Regions from separate parts of the Mus musculus genome. Here region 2 is linked to region 1. Evidence: chromatin contacts called from public Hi-C data. All regions are on one chromosome and are shown on one strand. Each heading gives the region's core, a stretch centred on a gene start, on an enhancer-like site or on the middle of the called end of the contact. The rest is flanking DNA. Distances are from core to core; before and after follow the strand shown.

Region 1 (4,142 bases), core at 1,366-3,865:
AGAAGGTGTTTCACAAGGCCTGTGGAAATGACTTTCAAAGATACCTCTGCCAATCAGATAGCCCTTCCCCATGTTCTTAAGGGTTTCTGAGCACATGCTGAAGTTTCCAACATCCTGTCCACAAATAGCAACCATGGGGAGTCACCCTCCCATCAGATCCAAAAGACCATGTGTGTAATCTCATCGCTAAAATATTAAGTCATGTTTGAGTTAGACACATTCAAAGGAACCCTTTTTGGCATTTCCCTTCACCTCTGTTGAGCTTCCACTTTAATAAATATTACTTTGTGGCCCTATTATTATTATGGCTACGATATTTTTTTAACAATTTGTTTTTACTATTTTAATTATCTATATATGAGGGGCAGGCAGTATGCACTCATGAATGCAGGTACCCACAGAGCTCAGAGATTCCTCTGGAAGCTAGGATTGCAGGCAGTTATAACCCACCTGATGTGAGTGCTGGGATTTGAACTCAGCTCCTCAGGTAGAGCAGTATGTGCTCTTAACCACTGGGCTATCTCTCCAGCTCCCCTCCCCCCCCCCATGCCTATTCCCAAAGCTTGTTCCCTAATAATAAAAATCCAAGGACTTTTGAGATAGGAAAAATCTTCATTAGGAATATAGTGCTCACAGGGATGAAGTCATTGACTTGTGTGGAACTTGCTTTAGGTTATATAGTGGGTAGCAGGGTCAGAATTGAAATGTGAACTATTGATTTTCCATTAGATACACCTATGCTGGTTCTAACTCTAGGCTACATGGTGGCTTCCAAGTGAGTGGTGAGAGAAAGTTGGTGAACATGCGTCGATACTACTGGTATTGTATTGACTTTGATAATAGTAACTTCTGAAATGCCCTCAGAATGTGTTTGTCAGGGACTCGAGGAACTGCAGAGGCAGATATGTTTTCCCTTTGCTAGCTTGTTTGGGGGAAAAGTAGGCAGAAATGAGGAAATTCCCACTTAGTCTTTAAACCCACATTGTCTGCAACCTTAAAGCAAGTGTACTTAGCTTTCCAAGTATTTGTGACAAGATGTCCGTGGTTTAGCATACGTAATGCCTTTTGCAGAGGGCCTTGACCTGTGCGGACAGGTATACTGTATCTTCGGAGATCACAGACACTGGATTTGGGCTGTAAATTTCATATCAAACTATTTTCTAAAATCATCAACTGTCATCATTTCTGAAAAGAAATAGATCATCTTTGACTTTAACTTAGTTTCTCTAAATTGGCGTAATATGTGGATTCCTTGAGGCCTACAGTCCATGTGCATTTCACAAATCGAAGTGAATCAGACTGTGTGAGGAATCAGCTGTCTAAGAAATAAGACCCACCGTGCGCTAGTTGCTTGTGAACTCTGGGTCCAGATGTAACATGGGTATCAGTCCAGTTACTTGGCCTTGTGGTTTAGAAAGGAAGGTTATCAGGCTAATATTGACACGTTTATGATCAGCTTTTGCCACTGAGAGATAAAAGCACCTTTCTTTAGATCTAATCAGCTCATCTCCAAATGCCTCAGACCAAAACTCAATGAGAAACAGGGAATCACTAGGTCAAGAGTTGGCTTCCCCATTCACATAATTCTGCTACTTCATACCATAGACAGTAAATAATGCAGGAGATTTTTTTTTTAAATAAAACTAGCTACACTTCCCATTTTAAAAAGAAAAGTCACCTTAGATAAAGAGAACCTAAAATACGTTTTTTTTTCCTTGGCTTAGCTCGGGTAGAAACATACTATTTATCTTTCGGGCTTGTGAAAAATAGTTCTAAGTTGCATCTCAGAGGTCATTTAACTGCGACCATTTTTTTCTAAGTTATAGATACAGAGAACAGAGCTTTATAACTACTTACCATCTGGTGACAAATTCTTCCTGAAATGCCTTCCACCCATCCATATTTTAATGTCTTTTTTTTTTCTTTCAATCATGTGTAATACCTCAGCCAAATATATTGGTTTATCAGTTATTTTCCCAGTTTCTCTAGGCGGCATTTGTTGTATGAATATTCATTCTTCTTTCTAGGCCTCCCTCTTGCACTGATGACAGCTCCAGAATTGCCGAAGTGCTAGGTCTATGTTTTATAGGCAGCTCTAAAGCCTCCTGGACTTGTGGTTCCTAAGCGGAGCCACCTTACCTTTGTGAGACTCTGAAGGCTCAATATATTGCTATTTCTATTATAAAGAAACTGTAACAAGCATGCCAACCCAATCTGGCTATAGAAAACTGATGGCTGTAATACAAAGAGAAATAATAAATAAAACCATATATGTGTGTGAGTGCATGCATGTATAAAACGTATACACACACACACACACACACACACACACACACACACACATACCTGCATTTACCCCTGAGTTCATAATAAATGAACTATAACCACTACAAATATAAATTTAAATCAAAGAAACAGTTATTTTTTACAACCCATGTATATACTTATTGCCTCTTATATTTGCAGGCACAGGGTCAAGGCACAATTGTAAAGATAATTTCAGCTTTTGGTTTCAGCTACCAGCCACCTGCTACCATTTCAGAGCGGAGCCGTGAGCTGTGCGGTGGCCAATTGTGGCTGCGTGGCTCCATGGCAGGTTGTGGGGCTCTGGGTACATAATGAGGCACAAGCCTAAGCCTCGGCTCTCTCTCCAGTTTGCTGCTGAGCTGCCAGTCACTCATCAATCCTCTAGGTCTCGTTTTTTAAGGACAAGCAGATGAATTAAAGGAAACATTTAAATAGCTTCTTTTTTTTTTTTCTTAAAAAAAAAGAATAACAGTCGCTAACGCAAATAAGTGAAGTTGGCAGTATATTTGAATTGGCGTCAAGCATGCTTCATTTTAAGGTTTACACCTGACAAAGCTTTCATTCTTTTTCCAGTTTTGAGTATCTCAAATGAAAACCCTCAGCCTGCTTTTGCACGTTAGAAGAGTGTGGTCCGTACTGACTCCTTCACCCTTGCTTTTCCTCCGTTAACACTTCCGGAACATATATTGCATGTTTCCACCCCATCAAGGTTAACAGAATGCAGGTTCGGGGCTTTTCAGACATGGGTGAGGCCACTGTCATTCCAGGGACCTCTTGTCCTTTTCATCTTCTCACAGGTCAAGAATCAACGTGACTCCTGCTCTTCTGGGTCCCTTGCAATAGCCAGGGCTTTTTTCTTTCACTGTTTAAAATGTGTGTTAAAAAAATAAAAACGTTAAAAGTATAATATTAGGATTAGCAATATGGTTAGTAAAAGGTTTCTAAATTCAGCTGTCTGAGTCATCAGAAAGGGGGGAAATGCCAATTATAGAACAGAAGCTGTTGCTCAGGCACAAGCCTCACTCCTGAATGTTTGTGTTTATTAAAAAGAAATCCAAACATCTAATTTTAGTTTCTAGGAAAAAAAAATAAAATGAGAACTTAACTTTAAAGTGGGTCAAATTTTCTAAGTTGTAAAGAGAGCGGGAGAGAAAAAAATTACACTCCCATAGGAGATGCTTTCAAGACTCGAGGGGATTAAAACAAACTCGTAGAGAAGGAGCATGTAAATTCACACATGGGAAGCAAAAGCGATGTATGTCACAGCATTTGTAGATGCTTCCTTGGTTTGGTTTTTCGCCTCGTATATATTGACCCACATTGCACTAGATTCTAGTGAGTTAGAGCACTAAAAAAAAAAAGGTGAATTCAAAGCTAGAGGAAGGCAGAAGAGAAAGAGTAAATACAAGAAAGAACTAGAAGACTGTGGACTTCAGGCTCTTGTGAGAAGAGAGCGAGGGAGCTGGACCGGTCTCCAGTGTCTCGAACATGGCTATCCTGAGTCTCTGTAGAGTTTGCTCCATCTCACGATGGCCTCCAAAGGAAGCAGACCTGCAAATTACTTTTTCCTCATCAGTTCCAAAGCCTTCACTCTGGAAGCAGCTTTGCCTGGTCTTTCTCTTCTCTGCCAACTCTTTCTCCACACTCTGGATCAAAACACAACAAAGGCTTTATGTCTTTAACATAACAGAGGGGGGGGGGAACTTAACCTCATTTGCCTCTTTCTGATTGTGACTATTGATCTACTGAATTAAAGAGAAAGAAAGAGAAAAAAAAAATCTGTGTGTCTGACAGAATACTACACACTTTTTTTACATATGTTTCTACTGTGATAG
Region 2 (3,841 bases), core at 823-3,322, 290 kb before region 1:
TGGTTGTAATTTAAGGTACTTAGGATGTACCTGCTCTCATTATTATTTTTTGATATAACACTTCTCCAGGTAGACCAACTCATCCTTTTCCTGACACATCACTTACAAGTAGAAAAACCAACATGAATTCCAGGTCTTATGATTTAATGTTTGCCTGAAATAACTCAAAAGAAAAATAGTACTTCTCACCGACTATAGCCTATCTTTGCAGTTATCTTTTTAGGTAACTCCATTTACCAAAAGATTCAAGCCAGTGAAACAATTAATAAATACTATTTTCTGCCATTACCCAATATAGATATAAAATGGAGCTTTTCTCTGGTACTACAACCAGTAGAAAAAAAATCAAGAAAGCTGACAGGTTCCCTTTAGCCTGAACTCCTAGAAACAAAAGCCCTTAGGGGAAGTAAGGCAATAGTCTATGAGCAACGTGTGCATTTCCTTCTTTACTCTTTTATTTAAAATCTCAACTGCCTCTGAAAGGAAAACAAAACACATTGCACAGATAGGATTTGATTTACTAAATGGAATGGTTTTCAAGTCAGAAGCATGGTCAAGGCACACATACACATACACACACCTCGCATACACACGTTCTCCTCATGCTGTAGAATCATGGCATAAATGCCCACACAGCTTTTCAATGCTTTCCAAGTTCTTTCCCTTAGTTTATCAGGATTACAAGAAAAATCACACACACGCACACACACACACACACACACACACACACACACAAGAACACACACATACACACACACACAAGAACACACAGAGAGACCCACAGACTAGCATGCTTTAAGAAAAAAAATCTGGAACAAGACAGGCGATAGGTTTTCTTCCTAACCAAGCAACAGAGTCAGCCCTTTCCCTACATACCAAATGCTCCACACTTCAGCACCTGGACCAGTGGACAGCTCAGCCCAAGCGGACAGCCTGCAGCACTCCCACCAGAACTGACGCTCCGAGCTCTAACCACAGCTCTTGTGCTTCAGCGGGGCAGCCTGACTTACGAGAACACCATTTCCTACGAGACCACTGCCGCTGGGTGCATATTCAATTCAAACCTCCTTAAGCTGTCGGATTTCCCCCACCCATCCACTCTCCCCACCCCCCTCCACCCTCCACACAAAAAAACGGAAAAGGGAAAAAGCCCAATACTACCAGGGCGTTTGTTGATCAACTTACACTTTCCTCTCGAATATTTAGGTACCGCTATCGGAGCAATAGCAGCGGAGGCTTAGGTCCGCATTAAGTACCTTTGTTCGTCGACTCCTGCAAGCCATGTTTATTAGAATCTACAATTCCCTCGCGCCCTAATAACTGAAGGTGTGTTTTTCGGGCAAGGGGTGCTTTCAGCACCTTTTGATCTCTCAAGGCCACTGCCACTATGGCAGTGTTCCTCTGTACTTCCCCACCCTGTCCCCCACTCCCCAACACCCATCCTAGCTAAACGCTTGGTAATTAAAAACCAAATATTCATAAAGCGAGCTACAAAAAAAAAAATCGGTTTAGGAAATAAGGCAATTAAGCTAAAGCAGAAATATTCTCATTCTCTCTCTCTCTCTCTCTCTCTCTCTCTCTCTCTCTCTCTCTCTCTCTCTCCTCTCTTCTCCCCTCCCTCCTTAACTCCCTCCTCCCTTCTTCTATCTCTCCTTCCCTCTCAAGTAGAAAAGGGAAAACACGAAGGAGAGGGGAAAAAAATCGGGAGGAGGGTGGTAGTGGACTCCTACAATCAATGGCAAAACACTATACACATCGTCACCGAGTAACACTCTCTGTCTCAGACAAAAAGAAACCCATTTACCGATGTAAACATAGTCGCCCTCTCCCACACATCCTACATCCTATGCGTTTGCTGAGATTTGTCTGCAGTATCGCAGGTATAGCAAAGTAACTGTCACAAATCCGTCTAGAATGAAGTGCTTACCCTCTAAATCCAGGTTGCCGGCTGAACTCCAACTGTGTGCAGAAGCCAGGAGTCATCGGATGGGCGGCGAGGCAGGCTTGGGCAGTGGGAGCCGCTGCTCTCTGAGCGCCCGGTTACAGTGTTAACAAGCCCTGGGAAGGGACCTTGTCGCCTCTCGCTGGCTGTGCCCCAGTGCCTTCGCGTGGTGGCGGCTTGCTCATGCTTCGGAGGAGTCCCAGGCGAGAGCCTTCAGCTGATGCGAGCTTCCAGAAAGGCGTGGGGAAGGGGGGAAAATCATCTAATGCAATCAAATCGATCTGATCCACACCATCTGTCGCCTGCCACTATACACAAACGTTAAAATAGGAAAACGGAAAACACTGACAGCCCAAGAGGCTTGGTCTGCAAAGAGTTCATTTTTAGCAAAGCATAATTGGGTATGGTCGGCGTACAGTTACAAAAAGCCGCTGTTAACCATCCAGTAGTGGACCCCGAACATGCTAATGGTGGATTAATTGAGGAAGATCTGACGTGTGAGCTTCATAGTCTCTTATTCATGACTTCCCAATGGGAAAGGACCAATGCCTTGTGGGACTATGGTAACATACAGTCAAAAAGCTGCTAAGAAAATGGCTGTGTGTTCACAGCACCTCTCTCTGATAACAAACATATGTCGACTAAAACGGTTTAGTAGAATGGGAGGGGGGGTTGGAGAATAGAATTTTCATTCCCTGTGTAAGCAACCCCCATATTCTTTCCTTAAAGAAAAGCAAAAAAGATATATACAACATCTTTAGCATACTGGAGAGAAAAAAAATGATGCCTTTAAAGCCTTTTTTTTTAATTTTTAATTTTTAAAATCAGCACCAAACTGTCACAGAAAAGAAAAGGAGCACTTATATAGCAGTTCTTAAAAAAAAAAAAAAACTATCATGCGTTTTCTTACTGTGATCAAAATACATGCAAAGCATATGCTGTATATAAAAACAATCTAGTAAATACCACTAGCTTTGACTAGGGGTTATTTTTTCCAGGTACCCTCTATGACTTATTGAAATCAGATCAGGATGCCTTTTTGAGAAACATTTTGTATCATTTAAAATTGATGGGGGACAGTTTTTAAAAATTAAGTTTTATAGTCCCTCCTCCCACCCATACACTGTTTGATGTGTCTCTGATCTAAACTAAACATTTGATAGGAGTGATATGGCAATGTGGGAAAGGGTAGAGATGTCAGGAAGAGGAAAAGGATGTATACTATCAATAATCAATAAATTCTACTCTATTTTTAATAGAAAAATAGGGAAATAAAATATATCACACCCTGTTAATTGTGATATTTAAATGCATACCATTATTCAAAATTAATGTTTTATGTATGGAGGGAGAACATATTTCAAACAGTGTGTGACTGTCCCTCACCTATTTGCAATTTTCAGATATTTTTAGAGGAACATCATAAGAGAGTTTCTTCTATATACGTGTAGCATTCTTTTATTACCTGTTATAAATAGGCTACACTTCTCTGATTTTCACATCCATTTGAAAACAGATAATCATATTCACTTTATTCTGCTTTTTAAAAAATTACATCAATTCTTTAGTAAACAATTAGTATTTAAGATAATTCTTGAGGTAGCTGAATGTGTCTACTGAAAAACTCTGATAATCTCTTTAAGAAAAAAATGAATTAGATTAGTCTAAAAATATAGCTTGAAGACAAATCAAACAATTTACCTGATCTTTTGTTTCAATATACATTAATTAAGCACTCTTTCCAACCTACACAACATTCCAGGGTCAAAGTCAGAATTTCAAGTCTAATAGCTCAGCAGCCTTAGCTGTCATTCGCGTCAAGCTATTGCCCCCTGCAGGTCAGGTTGAAACCGCAGGCAGATTTTGGCCAGGTCTTCAGAAAATTTATGATAGTCAAGT

What was found. Hi-C and Micro-C count contacts between places; a contact is called where the count stands out from the background.
Region 2: a contact with region 1 is called in a Hi-C map of cortical neurons, with 1.9 times the contacts expected there. The contact joins two enhancer-like sites. A contact is called at or near these places in 1 of 39 promoter capture datasets (hippocampal neurons), 2 of 484 Hi-C or Micro-C datasets (both in cortical neurons) and 1 of 115 datasets of contacts at active chromatin or transcription factors (forebrain).

The regions. Positions count from the first base shown.
Region 1 is chr3:118,140,389-118,144,530 of GRCm38.p6, reverse strand. No RefSeq gene overlaps it. Among named protein-coding and RNA genes, the nearest start is that of Gm32344, 180 kb to the right of the region's middle. Within about 2 kb of position 2,615, at least 7 of the 459 cell types and tissues checked have an H3K27ac peak or open chromatin away from gene starts, as enhancers often do. A contact at or near this core is called in cortical neurons and forebrain, where this site is marked.
Region 2 is chr3:118,428,647-118,432,487 of GRCm38.p6, reverse strand. No RefSeq gene overlaps it. Among named protein-coding and RNA genes, the nearest start is that of Mir137, 3.3 kb to the left of the region's middle. Within about 2 kb of position 2,072, at least 40 of the 459 cell types and tissues checked have an H3K27ac peak or open chromatin away from gene starts, as enhancers often do. A contact at or near this core is called in cortical neurons and forebrain, where this site is marked.